2 separate regions of the Columba livia genome follow, and region 1 is linked to region 2. A link is a contact called in public Hi-C data. All regions are on one chromosome and are shown on one strand. The core of a region is the stretch at or near the end of the contact, and the rest is flanking DNA. Distances in the headings are between cores, read along the strand shown.

Region 1 (4,469 bases), core at 569-3,068, 110 kb before region 2:
TGGAAGATGCAACTGCTACAGGGCATATTCCTCCCTGCTAAAGGCACCAGGAAACCCAAAGAAACCTACTGGGGTAGAAGGGCAAGGCAGAAGCATCACCAAATTGTGTTTTTATCCATAAATTTTCAGTACTCAATGATTTATGTTTCTGAATAAAGCACATCAAGCATGTTGAATAGCCCAATGGCTGTTCTACACCGAAACACTTTCTAACTCCTTTTTCACATACTGACACTAAGTCTTATGGAGTATCTCACAAGTGGAAAATGAATTGGAATTGAAATAAATTGTCCTAGTGGCAGCTGCAGGCTCATGGGTGTTTAATGTGTAAAAGTCTAGTAAGTATCACTTCACTTAAAAGATACCCATTTGTCAAAGGTTTTTTTACAAGCTCTATACACTGCTATTACTATTTGCATGGTTATCAGGCCTTAGATTCACACAGAAAATAGAACCTCTTTGAATCCGACACCTTCCCGCAAGAGAATAAGGAATTGTCCTGCAATCAGTAGCTTAGGCTTGAAATACAGAGGACAGATGGAGGGAAAGGCAGGCACAGGAAGGCTCAGTTACCTACCCTGGTTCTTGCAGCAAAGCAGCAGACCCTAATTCACAGCTCCGCAGCTGCAGACACATCCTGAGCCTCATGTCAGCTCTGTGTCCCCTGGTGCAGCTTTCAGTAACGTGGCTTGTCACTCTTCATTTGCATCTCAGAATGAGTTACAGATGGAACAAGAGATACAGCTGGGACCAAAACATGAGAATGTAAGAGGGGAAAGAATAAAAGGAAGGAGTGAAGGAGGATAAGCACACCTGCAGGTGATTTAGGGTCACAGGGATGAAAGGAAGGGGTCAGGTGACAGAAGCGGATAGCAGTCCTGACAGTGCCTTGCCAACAGTGTGGGAGATACTGAGAGAGAAGGAAGAGGGGTGAAAGGGCTGCCAAACAGGCGCAGGACCATGGTTAATGAAGGAGGTGAGATGCAGGGTGAAGTGTGTCGAGAGGGGGCAGAGGAGCTGGCAGACAGACTGGGAACAAGGAGGAAGGCAACAGCTCTCTGAAAGTACTGTAAGCTGAAGACTTAGGTGAAGATTTAAGATAGGTTGTGGGTAGATGGAGGATGCTACAGAGACAGGCAGGCCCAACCCCATGAGACAGAGGGAAGCAGCAGGGGAGGAAAACGCAATGATACTGACAGGGATGCAGCTACTACAGGCTTTAGCTTGTGGGAGTGCAGGAAAAGGAGAGGAAAGAGGAGTAACAACTATGGATGGTCTTTTTGCTTGCGAGAAAGCACATCTGTCCCTAAAACTGGTGGTAAGGCATGAATGTACTAGCATTAAATGGCCAACTCCCCACAACTGAAGTCATTAGCATAGCTGTGCAGCTGGACACACCCTGGAAAACTCAAATTTTTACCTTACAAGGAGAACGATGTGCCTGGCCGAGTACCACGGCCCAAACGGCAGTTTCGTTTCCTACCCACTCCGCGGGCTGAATGACGGCTAAGAGACGGAGAGGGCTGCCCGGGGCGGGGGGTCCCCGGAGCGGGGGGATCCCCGGCGCGGCCGCCGTGCAGGCGCTGCGAGGCCGCCGAAGTTGCGCTTTTTGGGGAGGCCCACGAGAGGGAGCCAGGAGTAAAGGAAAGGTGGCTGCTGCCGCGGCCCTCGGAGCCCCCGGCCCCCGCCCGGCAGCTGCGGGTCCGACTGCGGGTCCGCGGGAGCGACCAGGGCCAGCGCCCGCCCCGCCGGCCCCACGCACATCGCGCCATGCACGGCCTGCGCAGCTGGGGGTTGGCCCCCAAAGGGTTAATAACATACGTACACATAATTGAGATAAAAGCTGCAGGCAGGCTCGTTGACATCCCTCTGAATACCCATGGAGTAAATTTAGCATGTAGTCTTTTCTGTCAAAGGCTAAACTTGATGCAAGTGGCAAGGTGGACGCTTCTCCTGCTTGTCCTTCTTCCTCCTGCTGCACTGCTTCAGGTCTTCAGAGAAACCTGTCTCAACAGCGCTGTCTCAGCCCCACTGCCATGGCCCTATTCCCAGTGCAGGGGCCAATGGGTTGGGTATGGTCCCATACGCAGCCCTTGAGCATCTTCCCCCTGATGAATGGAGGATGAGGAGCTCAGTGTGAGAAAACTCAGCATTGCTGGTAAAGGCAAGAAGTGCTTTCTCAGCACCCACTGAAGTCTTCACGTTTTCATTTTGCTGGGAACTAAACGGGGTTTGGACTTGCCCAGGGATGATCCCTTGAGCTCAAAGCTAATAAGGAAGGCGAGCACATGCTTGTGTTAAACCTTCGTTTGAGCACTTTGCTGAATCCACACCACAACACCTTTCAGAGAGAGAACTGGACCCCGAGGAGCTACAATTCACTTATTTGGGCATCTGTCCCTGTGTTACTGATGGCTGTGGGAGATGTGGTCTCAGGCCCAGAGAACAGGGGGTCATCAGGACCTGTGCACGTCCCTGTGAGGGCCACGAAAGTAGCAGGGAGGCTGCAGCTCTGCTCAACAGAGTGAAAGAAACTCTCGAGGCTGCACGGGTAACCTGACACATAGAAATCGCTGTTTTAAAAAATGGCACCAAAGGGAAAATATAGCCCTTAATGAAAGGCAAATTACTAGCAGGCTCTCCCCAGCGAGTGTTTGGGAAAGCATACAGGGCCCATGTTGTTATTACTCTCCTGAAGCTTCCTACCACACTGCGAGAGGCACAGCCAGTGCTGGATAAATAATACATCATAATTTTCAATTCCCAGAGAGGTGACTTGGAGGTAGTTCAAAAGTTCAATGAATTATCAGTTCCCCTCGAGTTCTTTATTTCTCTTGCAAAGGATGCTATCAATCTCGATAACTCACTAGCTACCAAAAATAATAATAAGTAAAAGATCATTATGTTGAAATATGTGTTGTAAAGCAGCATAGCAATTTGGAAGATTAATTCAGTCCAGAAGGGGCAATAGCTGCTGGCTAGAGATGGGCTGGACACCAATTACTGCTCTCACTCATTACTTCTATGGACAGGGACTGGGAAAACACCTGCAGTGCATGAATAATTCTCCTTGAGTTAATATGCTTTCATTCAGTGCTGATTAACTCTATTTATACCTCATCTATGGTGATAAGAGCAACGTGATTCACTCCTTTATTTCCATGACTCTCTGATAAACTGCATTTATTTGCCACCTCTGACCTCCTCATGTGCACACTGCCTATTAATCCTTCTCAGCTGGGGCTGCTGCTGCCATCCCAGGCCCTTCTGTAGCCATCAAACAGCTGCTTCTCATTTTCCTTCCTTCGTTTAAAAGCACCTGCTACAAAAATGTGGGTCAAGGGGGAGAATAGACTGGAAGTTTCACTGTGATTATGGGTGAGAGGAGGGTGTATTTTGTGCACATAATATCCAGCTCTGTCTAGTTCTTGTCCTGTAGTGAAGCCTCAAGGTACTACTGAGGAAATAATGATCAAATGTGATTTGTTTGTGGTATTCAGTTCTGGATGACTGACAGATGGAAGGTAAGGGAATCTGACCATGCCTTGACATGTAAAGCATGACTAGCTTGAAATTGAATGTTGCCATTGAGGCCTGTGTCATGGGGTTTGTTTTGTTGGGGTTTTTTTTGCTTTGATTTTTCAGGTTTATTTTCCTTTTTTTTTTTTTTTTTGTTTCCTATCTCTTGCCCTGAGTCAGGGCTACAGGGTCCATGACCTGGGGCTTACTTATCCAGCAGGCTGATTTAAATGCATTATGGCCACACACCATCCCCTGAGGCTGTCAGGGTGAAGTCTGCAAAAAGATCTTGAGCATACATAATGTTTCTGCTCCTCCATCAGCACAATGCTACCCAAACCCAGCACTAAAACTTTTCTCAGGATGGGATATGAAGTAAAAATATCTGACTGCTTGCAAGAAGTAGAGATGCTCTTTTGCTCCTTTGCAAGTGGAGATGCATTGCCCAGTGGAATTGCTCGCTGGTAAAATCTCTCACAGTCACAACAGGACCACAGATGCATAAACTACCCCAGCCAGGGAGCAAGCTGGGGGAGTTTCATTTTGGTTGACAGCGTCACTCTAGGAATGGCTCAGGTTTTGCTGAGCTGGCAGATGGCCTGCGTTTTCTTCTGAGCTCCCTTCCAGCCTTCCAAGTCCAAGTACTGCAGTGCTTGCATTTCCAGTATAGCAAGCGAACATCCTGCAACTTAAAAATATTACCCTGAGGTCATTTCAGATCACAGAGTTAGAGAATCATGGAGCAATTTAGGTTGGAAGGGACTGCCAAACATAATTTGTTCCAACCTCTCATTCAAAGCAAGACTAACTTCAAGATTAAACCAGATTACTAGATTACTTAGGGCCTTTCCCTGTTGAGCTTTGAAAATCTCTAAGAATGGAGATTGCACAGCCTCTGTAGGTGTGCATCTAACCACCCTTGCTGTGAGATTTTTTTCTGTTTTGTATAA
Region 2 (4,387 bases), core at 1,190-3,689:
CAGAGACCCAAAAGACAGTTAAGCTGGTGCTGCTGGTTGGAAGGTAAATTCACGATGCTTCCTCCAGATGGCCAGATCTTTTCAGGAACAAGCGTTCCCATTGATGGCAGGGCTGAGCGACCATACAGAGCACCACATGAACAACCATAGGGCGCAGCCAGGATGCTGTGTGGCTGTCGTTGCATCAGTGGGTGGATTAGCAAAGGCTGAGCAGGAGACAATCCAAAACACTGCTGGGCAAAAACAGTTGGAGGCCACCTACTGCAGGGATTGGCTTTTATCTCCAGTTTGCTCATCGACTTCAAACTAAGAGCACGGTTGTGAATTTAGAATGAGAAGGTTGTGCCTTCCTGCTGGCTGGGAGGGATGGAGGAGCATCATGGGCCTGTGGTGTCTGACAGGGCTGGCTTGGGTGCCCTATGGCTCACTGGGGCCAGGGTAGTGTCCACGTGGTTCTCACAGCACTAAGGACCACTAGCTTCTTAGTGCAAAGTTCTCTGAACACTCACCAGCTTCATTGTGGTGTTGCTGGGAAAACACACACCCATATGCAGGGCTGTTAGTGGTGGCATGTGAGCGACCAGGACTTCTTGAAGACTTTTCTTTGCAGGGGCTGGAGAGTAGGAAGTAGGAAGTAGATGTATTATAGGAGCACCCAGCTTCACCAGTTTATTGAACTTTGCCACAACCAGTGTTTTATTTTCTTGGAAGCCCCCTCCTGGAGTGAGGAGACCCTTAGGTTTCCTTTTTAAAGAAAATTAACACTCACAGCTAGGTTGGGAATTATGAACTTCTAGCAAAATTGAAGGAAAACTGCAAACAACTGCACAACATAGTAATGATATTCTGAGTCCAGATTCCTGGAATCAGGATTGCCCTAGTGGCATTTTCAGGAGCAAGCATGCTCCTTGAGAGCTGGTGCTAGGAGAGAAAACTGGAGAGAGCTGTGGGGAGAGAGGTGACCTAAACTGGAGTGCAGGGCTCCCCCGGGGTTGTGTTTATTAGCGTCCAAGCAGGCCCTGGTGATAGCTGAGTTTTGGGATAGCTGACAGCTCCCAGGGAGGTGCAGATCAGGTCCCATCCGTGTCGGACCTGCTGCCTATTCTGGCTGCACCCCAGCCTTAGCAAGCCAGCCTGTACAAACCGACACCCTGTAAATGCCTGGCAGAGGAGGCAACTACCATTCAGGATGGAAAGAGGTTTAGCTGGACTTTGTGTCCAAAGGGGCTTTCCATACCTCAGCATGTGGCTGAGTAAACAACTCTCTCCCTTTGTCCCTTTGTCACCCTGCCAGAGCAGCGGAAGTGTTACCTGTTGCAATTTTCCCCAGCATGGCAGGGCAGTCTCTGGCTTAAACATGGCTTTGAAAAGTGCAAGCATGAAAAGCTCAGCACTGGTGTGTGGGAGGCTTCAGGCAGGACTCCCCCCAGACCATGGGGCATCCCAAAGTGATGCTCTTCGCCCAGTGCCATCAGTCTGCTACTGCTCTTCCCTGTTTAGTTTATCATCATTATTCCCAGCCCACATACTTTCCATCACCAGGATGCACAGCCTCTTCCAGCTGTAGGGAATTTACGAACCCCTCTGTTCTCTGAGCAGCACCAAGTCCAAATGCCACAGGACTTTATTCCATCAGTCCCTCACTGAACCCCTTGATCTCCCCTGTCACACTGGCAGGTGATGTGCTTCCAGTTTCCTAAAGCAAAGAAGTGCACAGTATCAACTCCTGATTTACCCCTCTTGCTTTACACCAGGGTCTCAGCCACCTGGGACTGCCTGCTTTGCCCAGGCAGACAGCCTGGCAAGCTCCCCAGGGTTAAATCACTTATACCACTCAACGAGAAGCCAAGTGACTGTGTTTAATGCAGTATAAACCTTCCAGACTCTTGCATATTTTTGCTCCTTTGCTTTAAATTGCCTCTGATGTACTCAAATGCTCTTGGAACGGAAGGATCCAGGGCTAGTGTCTCCATGGAAATTAGTACCTCCAGGGCAAAGTAAGGAGTGCTGAGGTGAATATATAAATGTATAAATGCAGGATACAGCCGTCCCCATCACTCACCCATGCCTGTCAATCATTACTGAGACTGAGCCAGCTGTGACCTCCAGAAATGGGGCAGAACGGGGTGAAATGCAGCCATTCCCATGCAGCAGCTCTGAGGCTACTTTTGAATCCCCACAACCCAGACACCATGGGGCTTTGCCCCACCAGAGCAGGACCAGGTGCCAAAATCTTCCTCCCCCTCACTGTCCTGGGTCAGGTCAGCCCAGCAACTCACCCCATTGTGGAGCTCCTGGTCTCACCTCCATCTTCATCTCTAGGGTAAATAATTAACCTTGAATAACCACAGCTTGTGCAGCATTTCTCCTCCCCCTTCTCTTCTTTTAAATGCCCCAGCATACTGAAAGTGAAACAGTGCTGGAATCTCTCCTGGAGAGCAAACAGGCAAAGCTGCCCAAGGTCTTGGGCAGGTGGGGACACGTCTCTTTTTTCTACTTTGACCACCCTTTTCCAGAGGGCAGAGGAGTCTGGAGAGCAGTGCCATGCCCAGAGGGAGCCTCTCGAGCAGCGCGGGCGTTCAGAACAGTGCTCCAGCCAGCTGAGGTGGCAGAGAAGATTGATCCGGTCAGTGTCTCTTCCCTTTCCTTGACCATGGGCTCATATCTTATGGTTCTCCTACCCTGTCCCCCTCCACCACACTGCTCACCCCTTCAATTGCTGCTGCTCCTCTGCTCCTGCCACAGAGCCCAGATGCTGGTGTGAGATAGGGACTCAAGCCCCTTCCTACTGAAATCTCTGGAAAATGGGGTGCCCTCCTATTCCTTCAACTCTCTGTATGGCTGTGATGGGGTGAGCTCCTGGGCAAGGCAAGGAATGATTGAATATCTCTCTGAGAGGCGTGATGCAGGGTCTGAGCCCCACTGTGCCAGCAGCTCAGCAAACCCAAGGGAAGGCACAGTCCCTGCTGTTTACAGCCTGTGAAATAATTATGCACAAGAGAATGAAAATCTGGCCAAACTCAGATCAGGGAAGGCTGAGATGTATTTCCAGAGTTCCAATGTGCCCATTCCCAGCAATCATATTTCAGTCTCTGGCTCCTGTGACTGGGATGGGCCTGAGACAGGCATTTCCTGGGTGACCTCAGACAATAGCTGTTTCTAATGATTTAAGCTGATTGCTGAGCTGCTTTGAGCCTGCCATGGGGAAATGCAGCATTTTCCATCCTCTGCAACAAACATCATCCCCATGAGCAGGCCACAATAACGGATGTGGTGAAAGTCCTCTGCAAGGGAGAGAAAGGAAGGCAAAACCTCTCCCTCTGCCCCCTTCACAAGCACCCAGGCCAGCCATCGGGGCAGGCAGAGTGGAGCTAGTCTCTCTGTAGCAGGGCAGGAGCTGATCAAGTGCAGGAGCACTTAGAGGAGCACTTCTGTTGAAATCTGAAATCTCCTGCAGCTTCCCCTGCAGCTCACACAGGGGCTTGCTAGGCCCTCGAGATACCTATTCTCAGCATGCCGGAGAGCCGAGCTCTGAGGCAGGATGAGCGATTAGAACCTTTATAGCATCCTACAGCTTCTTGTGCTGTAACCATGATGATTTGGAGTGAGGAGATTGCTATGGGTTTGGATGGAAGGGGCTAGAGCAGAAGGGGCTAGGTCAGCCACACGCTGGGGACCGCTGACCCCCAGGCCACCTCCCAGCAGTGGCAGGTTAGGGCTTGAGCAGGGCCGAAGCAGCAGCATGACCCGAAGTTGTCATATCCGCATCAGAAAGCGACAACAACCCAGTGAGACTCAGGAAGAGGTATCATTCTGACAAGGCTGGAAATCTATCTAGAAAAATGGGAAGTAAAAACATACGTTGTTACCAAGCGAAATGGTAAGTTTACAGAGATTTCAGCATCTCTGATGTTTAGTAGTTCCTTGGTGATGGAGAAATAGCTGCCACTTGCCTGATTTATGGAGTTCAGTAGAGCCTTCCAAAGCTAAAAGCAGGCCAGCACCTGGTGTCTGTGGGTAGAGAGATTGTGTCAGTAGCTACATGCTAGAACAACTTGCTCTGTCCTTGGATTAAACACAGGGAAGGGATGGGCCAGAGTTTCAGTCCGGGAGTGACTTTGGAGACAGGAACACCCTGATGTGAACCTCTCATCTAATTCTGCTGTTTTGTGCATTTCAGTGATTATCATCAACCTGTTTGGAAAACCTATTGTTGAAAGGTATCAAGATTAATAGGAAAATGGAGTTAAACGCAAGGAGCATAACCTCAGAACCAGCCCCTCCCACCAACAACACAGAGGAGGAAAAGATGGAGGTTGCTTCTGAACTGAACAGCCCAACGATGCATAGTGGGAATAGTGGGTTCATTGAAAGAGGGATTAAAACA

What was found. A called contact is a pair of places that touch in the nucleus more often than the background predicts.
Region 1: a contact with region 2 is called in a Hi-C map of liver, with 2.6 times the contacts expected there. The contact joins the enhancer-like site here to the promoter of EXOC3L4 in region 2. A contact is called at or near these places in 2 of 2 Hi-C or Micro-C datasets (crop and liver).

What each region holds. Positions count from the first base shown.
Region 1 is chr5:11,637,035-11,641,503 of bColLiv1.pat.W.v2, reverse strand. No RefSeq gene overlaps it. Among named protein-coding and RNA genes, the nearest start is that of LBHD2, 20 kb to the right of the region's middle. Within about 2 kb of position 1,818, at least 1 of the 3 cell types and tissues checked has an H3K27ac peak away from gene starts, as active enhancers do.
Region 2 is chr5:11,532,367-11,536,753 of bColLiv1.pat.W.v2, reverse strand. EXOC3L4 (exocyst complex component 3 like 4) reads left to right here and starts at 2,439. Exons shown (of 11, transcript XM_013368217.3): 1 at 2,439-2,626; 2 at 4,181-4,387. The coding sequence starts at 4,241.